Linked DNA regions of Anas platyrhynchos: region 1 is linked to region 2. A link is a contact called in public Hi-C data. All regions are on one chromosome and are shown on one strand. The core of a region is the stretch at or near the end of the contact, and the rest is flanking DNA. Distances in the headings are between cores, read along the strand shown. Region 1 overlaps KCNQ1 (potassium voltage-gated channel subfamily Q member 1). Region 2 holds the start of TSPAN32 (tetraspanin 32).

Region 1 (3,666 bases), core at 681-3,180, 110 kb after region 2:
GTTGTGTTTCGAGGCAATTTGAGAGATGCTTTGAAGGTCAGCTTTGAGCTATGTTTAAGGAGATGCAATAAATGTCAGGATTTTTGGTTCAAAGAGCATTTTTTTTTCAACTTAAGTCAGCTTAGTTCTGCCTCTTACACAATGACAACTGTGTTTACTTGATCTTGCCTATGTAGATGGTAAACTGAGAACTGGAGTTGCCTTTGATAAGGCGAGGGACCCACATGTATCCCTGTAATGTCGCTATTATTCAAGCTATAGGATGCTTGTATAGTCTACTTACCACCATACCCAGTGCGCTGTTCTGAAATGTGCTTTTCCAAGGTGAGCCGTAGTTCAGTCGTTCTGTCTGGATCCTCTGGTGTTACGTGATCCACCAAAATAAAATGGGAATGGTTGTGGTCCAGTGAATACAGTGGGCCTTGGACATTATCATCTGACTGGTAATGTACAAGGCTTTCATCCTAGAGATAGGAGAGATGTGAGCATTTTTCTACAAAGAACAGTCTGCATTTCTATGTGCTTCATCTCCCTTTTTCATGTTATCTGTGCCATGACATAGAGCACCACTTTTCAGACACTTGAATAGCCTCTATGAAAAGGAAGGAGTATTTGTTTCTTCTGAAAGGTGCTAGATGTGATAGCCTGAAAGCTGAAGTCCCTGAAGTTCCCCTCTCAGGCTCTGCAAAATATACTGACATTAGGAATCATCTCTAGAACAAAGGCATTTGTGCAGAGGTGCTGCAAGTGCTTGCACAAATGTTTGGGGCCATGAGACTAGATAACTGTGAGTGATGCCTTAATGTCTCAGATGTTTGTGCCCGATTTTAGACAAGGGCAAACCTGTTCATTTCAGTAACATTTTCACCATGCTTAGACCAGTAGATAAGTCAGCCTGCTATACATCCATATAGATTTAAACACAGCTTGGTTTAATTTACATGGTTATGTGAGGTCTCATGGTTATTCTTAATGTGGAAGCTGCATTCTAAAAATGTGACAGAGCATGCAGGTACAGGTAGGGATTCTTGCCCTCTCAGCAGCTCTGGGAAGAGTAGAAATGTCAGAGGCTGTTCCGGGAGGGGGGGGAAGTAGTAAATTTGCATGTCCTTTACAGACAGCTAGTGCCACAAATTTCTCTTGCCTCCCTCCTGCTCCTGTCTCATTGGGGAAGGTTACCTTGAAGCAGTTACTTGCTTTCATGTTTTGTTTAGATGGAGGTTGTGCCTATATTCTGCTGCCGTGTAACATTAAGCCTACTTGCCAGAGAGATGTGGCCTTAGATTGGGACCCCGGTACACAACAACCAACTGAAAAAAAATCTCTCAGGGATTTTCCTGTGTCCACTGAAAATGCAGAAGCAGTTGTTCAAGGTTCTTTAATGCATGCCAGTAACACAGAAATGAAGGAGTGACCCACTGATATTGGGCCTTGTTTTTCTCCTTGCTACTGTGAATTCTTAGCTCTATTTTGTACAACAAGCTGTTTGTGTTAGTGTCAACTATAAGAAGAACTGGGTTTAGGTCAATATCCTTGTCTATAGCTCTTTTTTTGTCCTAAAGTTTCTAAGATCTAGGGTGTTCTTGGGTAGAAGCAGTGCCAGAAGTCAGAGGGTCAAGAGTGCTCTCCACCTACTCTTTGACAAAGAATTTGAGCTTTAGTCAAGAGGGAGAAAATCTAACGCAGTAAAAAGAATGGTGCACTTATTTTGTAGCTACTGTTTGGGAAAGATCCAGGTGTGTTTTGATCACTTAGATTGGGAGGGAGGTGAAGCAACTAGTTTGCTCTTGCCAAAGGAACTTTTCTAAACAAAATTCCCTAATGAGATTCTTTCCTCTGAGCCACACAAATAGGTTCAAGTCTTCCAGCTGGAGAGCCTCATCTGACAGAGCACATTGATACCTGTCCTTGGCAAAAGGGATGGAAAAGAGAGAAAACTAATGACAATAAAATGCAAATACAGTCTGGCAGCCTCCCTGCTGATAGCTGGTACTTGCCAGCTTATCTGAGAGAACTAGGTGCAAGTTCAAAGGGCTGTGTTTGTTACCTGCTTTTCAGCTTCTGTAGGAAAGTAAAATAACACAGAAAGTGTTGTTGTCACTACTATACACCCATTTTACTGTTATAATAGTCTGCTTAGGACAGACAGTGCAGTGACAAGAATGTCATTAATTCCCTTTTCCACCTCCAAGTCAATTCAGCATCAACTTGGCATTTGCAACGACTCTTCTGATTTTTTTTTTTACTTTTTTTGTTAGTGTGTATTTTATTGTTGTTTTGTGTGTACTTTTTTTTTTTCCCCTCTCACAAACTTCAATTGCTTTGATCTGAATTCTGAAGTCCCCAGAACTCTCACCAACTAAACAAAGTCTTGTATGGCTAGCACTTTTGGCCCAGCATGTAGAGAAGGTTTTGTGTATTAGACACCAGTTCAGTGACTGGCCAGGAGAACTTGAAATAATTACGATTCGGTTTCATACTAGGATATTCAGTTTTTACAGTATTTCTGAAATAGCTTGGAATTCTGCCGTAGATGAACAAGGAGAAAAAAAGCTTTCAGGCATCCTATGATGTGTGCTGTTCCTCAGGTTCACCCTATTGCCAGCTACTGAGCTAATGGCCAATCCTGCCACCTGGTGGATATTTGCAGATTTGCTGCCAAGTTTAACGCACGAGGCATGGAAGCAGTAGGGTCTAACGATTCTTCGTGCTCATTGCTAAGGTCTTTCCCTAAAACACCCTTTGAATCCCACTTTTAAGACAGCACGATGTTTTGCTGCCTACTACTTCCAAATTTTGTAAATGTGAAGTTCACTTCTGAACAATCCTGTCTCACAAGTAGAATAAAAGGAAAAATACCTTTGCGTTCTCCAGAATTTCTCTGTGCTGAATTTTTCCGAGGGAAGTTATTCCTATGGCAATCACTCTTACTTTGGATGAAGCACTAGCCAGTGCGTGATCTCGGACTGCTTGCACTAAGTGTCTTGTTATTCCAACACGTAAAGCACTGGTAAAAATCCAGGCATCTGAAAATATTTTAATTGTTAGACAATTTCTTTGTAATTGGACAGGTTTGTGTGTCAAGTAACATTATGGGAAGTACTAGATTTAAGTTTTGTTTAGATAATTGGATAAGCTGCAAACAGATCTTGATACACTGTAATTTTTAGAATTAAAAGACATACAAGGAATGTAAGGCTTTAACAAGGGAAAGAGGAAATTGTGCCCAAGCAGGTGTGCTTTACATATCCTGCCAGCCATCTTTACTCTAATGTAAATATGCTTATCTACAGTGCTGTTTCCAGACAGGAGTAAATGTCTACTGTCTAAATAGGATCAGCAACATCACTACACTAGGCAGGTCTGCATGAGGAAGGGGCAAAGGGATGGAGAGGAAAAAGTTGTTGGCTTGAAATGAGGACCAGATAGGGAGAGGTGAACTGATATTTTCATTTCATTTTGCAGCTATTTTCACAAAGATAATAGAAGATATATCATCTTAAATATTAGCCACTTCTTTTCAGATTTCCAGACCTGATTTTTGTTTGTTTGTTTTTAAATGCATTTCCCTACTCTTGTAATTCATGTGTACAGCCAGGGAGAAGGTGAGCTGACTTATTTTCTGCTATGTTAGACATTAATGTTAAGCATTAACAAGGCCCTTTT
Region 2 (3,861 bases), core at 1,040-3,539:
TTTATAAAGTCAATTTACATAAAATAGGATACTCTTTTTAAAAACTGCATATGTACAACTTAAGAAATCCTAGCAAGTGCATACAAAAATGCCTTCAATACATTTTTTTAAAAACTTCAGTTTCAGAGAAGTGAACCTTCACACCAGGCAATCTCAGACACCGTTGTAGGACACAAGGTAACTTTACAGTATTTTACTAGTGTTTGGAGGAGAAAAAAAAAAACACCTTTTATCTAAATCATGTATGTTGCCAAAACATTCTAGCTGGCAGTGTTCAAGAACAAGGGAATAGGAGTTGCTAAAAATAGAACTGTCTCCTCAACCCTTTTCCCTAAGGTTTCTTGTACAAAAATAAGTCTTCATACACCACTGTTCCCATAGGCAGTTCAAGTTGCATATAAAACAGAATCTGACACTATAAAAAAAATTCCCTCCCCCTCCAGAAACAAGGAAGCATCAAGTAGATTTGTTTTTCTTGCTTTTTGCCACTCCACCAGTTGCTCGGGCATCTTTCTCTGGAGAAAGCAGGTGAGCACCTTTTTCCATGGGGCTGCCCCGGAGCGGGGTCGTGAGCATCATTGCACTTCAGCTCGGGGAGCCTCGGAGCCCGGCGAGGAACGCAGCCAGCAGGGTCCCACCACGGCTGGGTGAGAGGATTTGGGGGAAAGAGGTGGTTTTTAGGGGGGTGGTGATGTGATGCTGGCTGCTACGGAAGACGAAGGGCCCTGAGGTATATCTGTAAAGAGATCGCAAACCCCACGTTGATCCCTGGAGCACCACCAAGCATGGGGGAAGAAGCAGCAGCCCCCCACCCCGAGAGAAAAGCAGCCCCCCAAAGCGTGCTCACCTCCCGGCAGCTCAGTAGCTCCCGAGCCAGCTGGTGAAATCCAACAGCTCCCGCTCCTCGGGGCTGAGCTCCCCATCGTAACCACTCTCCTCGGAGGAGCAAGGGGAGGCAGAGGAGTAACCACCGCTGCCGCCACCGCTTTCCCCGACGGCCGCCCGCCCCGGACGGGGCGGGCGGCCGTCGGGGAAAGCGGCGGCGGCGTCGTGCTCGTCCAGAAGCCGCTGCAAGGCACGGATATACTCGACGGCAGAGCGCAGGGTCTCCACCTTGCTCATCTTCTTGCTGGCGGCCCCGTGGGGGACGTGCTGGCGGAGGGCGGCGAAGCCCAGGTTGACCAAGCGCACCCGGTTGCGCTCCCGTTCGTTGCGGCGAGCCACGGCCGCCGCGGCCCCCCCGGTGCCCGGGAGGGAGGCGAAAGCCAAGCGGCGCTTGCAGCGCAGCAGCTCCGGGGATGGGGGCCGCCGGCGGCCCCGGGGGGCGGAGGGGTGAGGGGGGAGCGGAGGCAGAGCCCCGCTGTTCATCGCCGTGAGGCCACGGTGGCGGAAAGGGGGAGAAAGTTGCGGGGGTGGGGGGGAGGTTGGAGTTGAGAGGAAAAGTGAATCGAGGGGAATGCAAATTGGGGGAGAGGAAAGTGGAGTGAAATGCAAGGAAAAGTGTCGCGGAGTGTGGGGAAAATGCGGGTAGAATGCAAAGAAAATGCAAGCAAAATGCGGGGAAAATGCAAGAAAAAAAAAATTGAAATAAAACGCGGGTAAAATGTAAATGAAGTACAACCAAAACGCAGGTAAAATGCGAGGAGAAATGCAAATAAAATGCAAGCAAAACTCGGGTAAAACGCAAGAAAACCCGCCAGTAAAAATGCAAGAAAAACGAGAGTAAAAATGCGAGCAAAAACGCGAGAAAAATGCAAACTGCCACGCGCGTAAAAATGCAAATAAAAACGCAACAAAAAACTGCAAATTAAAAAAAAAAAAAAGCAGGGCCAGGAGCAACCCCGACCGAGGGGGGAATTGCGGCGGGGGCAGCGCCGTGTTGCCCGCCTCCCCCCCTCCCTCCTCCTCGTCCTCCCCAAGCCTCCTTCCCGCTGCCGGCTCCGCGGCTGTGCGGCGGGCGCGGCGCCGCCCGGTGCTTATCAACGCCGCCGCTCGCGAGCCCCCGCCGGCCGCACGCGCCCCGCCACGCGCGCCCCCGTGCCGCCCCCCCTCCCCGCCTCCTCCGCGCGCGCCCGGCGCGTGGCGCCGCCGGCCCCCGGTGCCGTCCCGTCCCATCCCGTTCCCTTCCCCCCCCCCCCCAGCTCCATCCCAAACCCCGCCCGTGCGCCGCGCCCCCGGGTGGTGGGTTGGGTTGGGTTGAGTGTTTTGTTTTTTTTTTTTTTGGCTTTTTTGGGGGGTGAAGGGGAGGTGTGGGGCTGCTTGGGGGCACGGCGGGGAGGGGCTCTGCCGGGTCTCTGCGCCCCCTCTCCCCAAAAAATGAGTGCGAAGGGGCTGCGGGCGCTGGAGGGTTTAGGGTTAAGGGGCAACCCCGGGGGTCAAGGGGGTGATAGGGAAATGCGGTGCGTGAGCGGGGCTTGGCTAAAAAAAAATAATTAAAAAAAAAAAAGCAAACTAAGCCAAAGTGAGAGATGCAGAGTTAAACCCTGCTGCTCTCAGCCCCAGCTTGCATTTCTGAGTGAGGAGCGGGACCTGGGCAGCAGGCAATGCCCCCACCTATGCAGAGCTGCCTCCCCCCAGGTAGGTGCAGCAGGGTCTGCTCACGGCGTGGGGTGCGTTTTGCCGCAGGAGGTCCAGGGGAGCTGCTTGCAGGGGTAAATGAAGCGGTGTGCAGTGTTTGCAGGGTTTGCTCCAGGCTGGTGCTTGGTTTCTGTCTGTGCAAGCTCTGCTTGCCCCGGGGTTTGTGTGGCACTTGCTGGGGATTGGGCTGGGCAGAGAGGGCAGTGCTGCAGCGGGGCAGTGTTGTTGGTCTTTTAGTAGCAGGTGCTCAAAAAGTCACTGCTGGTGCAAGCCTTGCTCTCAGGAAAGAGGAAGCTGCTTTCTTATGAGCTGTTCAAGAGAAAACTTTCTGCAACGCTCAAGAGTAATAACCGGATTTTCATGGTACAGAAATAACTACAGGGATTCCTTTTATTATTCTTGGTAACACAAAAAGGCACCTGGGAGCACAGCAGAGCACGTGCTGGGCTCACCCCTGCAGGGAGCCCTCCGTCACACGGAGCTGCTGCATTTGATTTTGCCTCCACTTCTGCACCTCATCAGAAAGTGACAGAGGCCCATCACGACAAGGCAGGACAGGGAAAAATGTGAGCAATAAGTGGCAGGGGGTGGCCGAGCATCCTCGGCAAGCAGGTGCATGCCACCTGGGCTCTTCTTGCACTGGTTTTGCTGGAGTAGAGCTGGAACTGCTGCTTGGATGTATCGCTGGCACAGCTGGCTCCCGAGCAGCCCCAGGTTGCAATGTGAACGCTACGTGGGAAAGCAAAAAGACTTGAGATTGAGAATGGCGGTGGGCTTTAGAGCCATGAATGCGGTTGTTTCAGTTTTGGGAGGGGATAGAATGAAAGTTGAGTTTGGTCTGGGAACTGCCTGCCTTCAGCTTACCCTCTTTTTCTTGCTGGTTTGTTGTCTCCCAAGCCAAGCCTTGCTTCCGCTCACAGCATGGTCCCACGCTGAATTCTAACCTTGGCAAAACCCAGCGCCCTCCCCCTCCTCCCCTCTCCTTCCCTCCTCAAAAAGAGACAGCTGTGGGCTTAAAAGTTGGGGTTTCAGCTTGCTGGTGCCCATGTGCCATATGAATGCTAAGCAGGCTGCGCAAAGCGTCCTTGTGGTGCCTGGGGGAAGGCAGGCTTTGCATCCTGGGGTTCACACAGCCAGGGCACGCTTTGGTGCAGGGAGCCTTCATGCTGGCACGTTTTATCTGCACACGTGCTCATGAGTGCAGCCGTGCTATGGGCACCTGTGAACCTGCCACATTTGGAGCCATTCCCACCTGCTGTTTTGCAGGAGGTTTTTCTTTGCCTG

The links. Hi-C and Micro-C count contacts between places; a contact is called where the count stands out from the background.
Region 1: a contact with region 2 is called in a Hi-C map of liver, with 5 times the contacts expected there. The contact joins the enhancer-like site here to the promoter of TSPAN32 in region 2. A contact is called at or near these places in 4 of 8 Hi-C or Micro-C datasets (liver, skeletal muscle and subcutaneous adipose tissue).

What each region holds. Positions count from the first base shown.
Region 1 is chr5:28,536,346-28,540,011 of IASCAAS_PekinDuck_T2T, forward strand. All of the region lies in intron 1 of KCNQ1 (potassium voltage-gated channel subfamily Q member 1), which reads left to right. TRPM5 (transient receptor potential cation channel subfamily M member 5) reads right to left here. Exons shown (of 26, transcript XM_013099790.5): 5 at 2,860-3,026; 6 at 284-464. Among named protein-coding and RNA genes, the nearest start is that of TRPM5, 17 kb to the right of the region's middle. Within about 2 kb of position 1,931, at least 1 of the 8 cell types and tissues checked has an H3K27ac peak or open chromatin away from gene starts, as enhancers often do.
Region 2 is chr5:28,421,660-28,425,520 of IASCAAS_PekinDuck_T2T, forward strand. It overlaps TSPAN32 (tetraspanin 32), which reads left to right and starts at 2,290. Exons shown (of 11, transcript XM_072038531.1): 1 at 2,290-2,577. ASCL2 (achaete-scute family bHLH transcription factor 2) reads right to left here and starts at 1,997. Exons shown (of 2, transcript XM_027458024.3): 1 at 848-1,997; 2 at 1-736. The coding sequence starts at 1,368. The coding sequence ends at 859. It overlaps LOC119717204 (a long non-coding RNA gene), which reads right to left and starts at 3,683. Exons shown (of 2, transcript XR_005266367.2): 1 at 3,442-3,683; 2 at 2,432-3,306.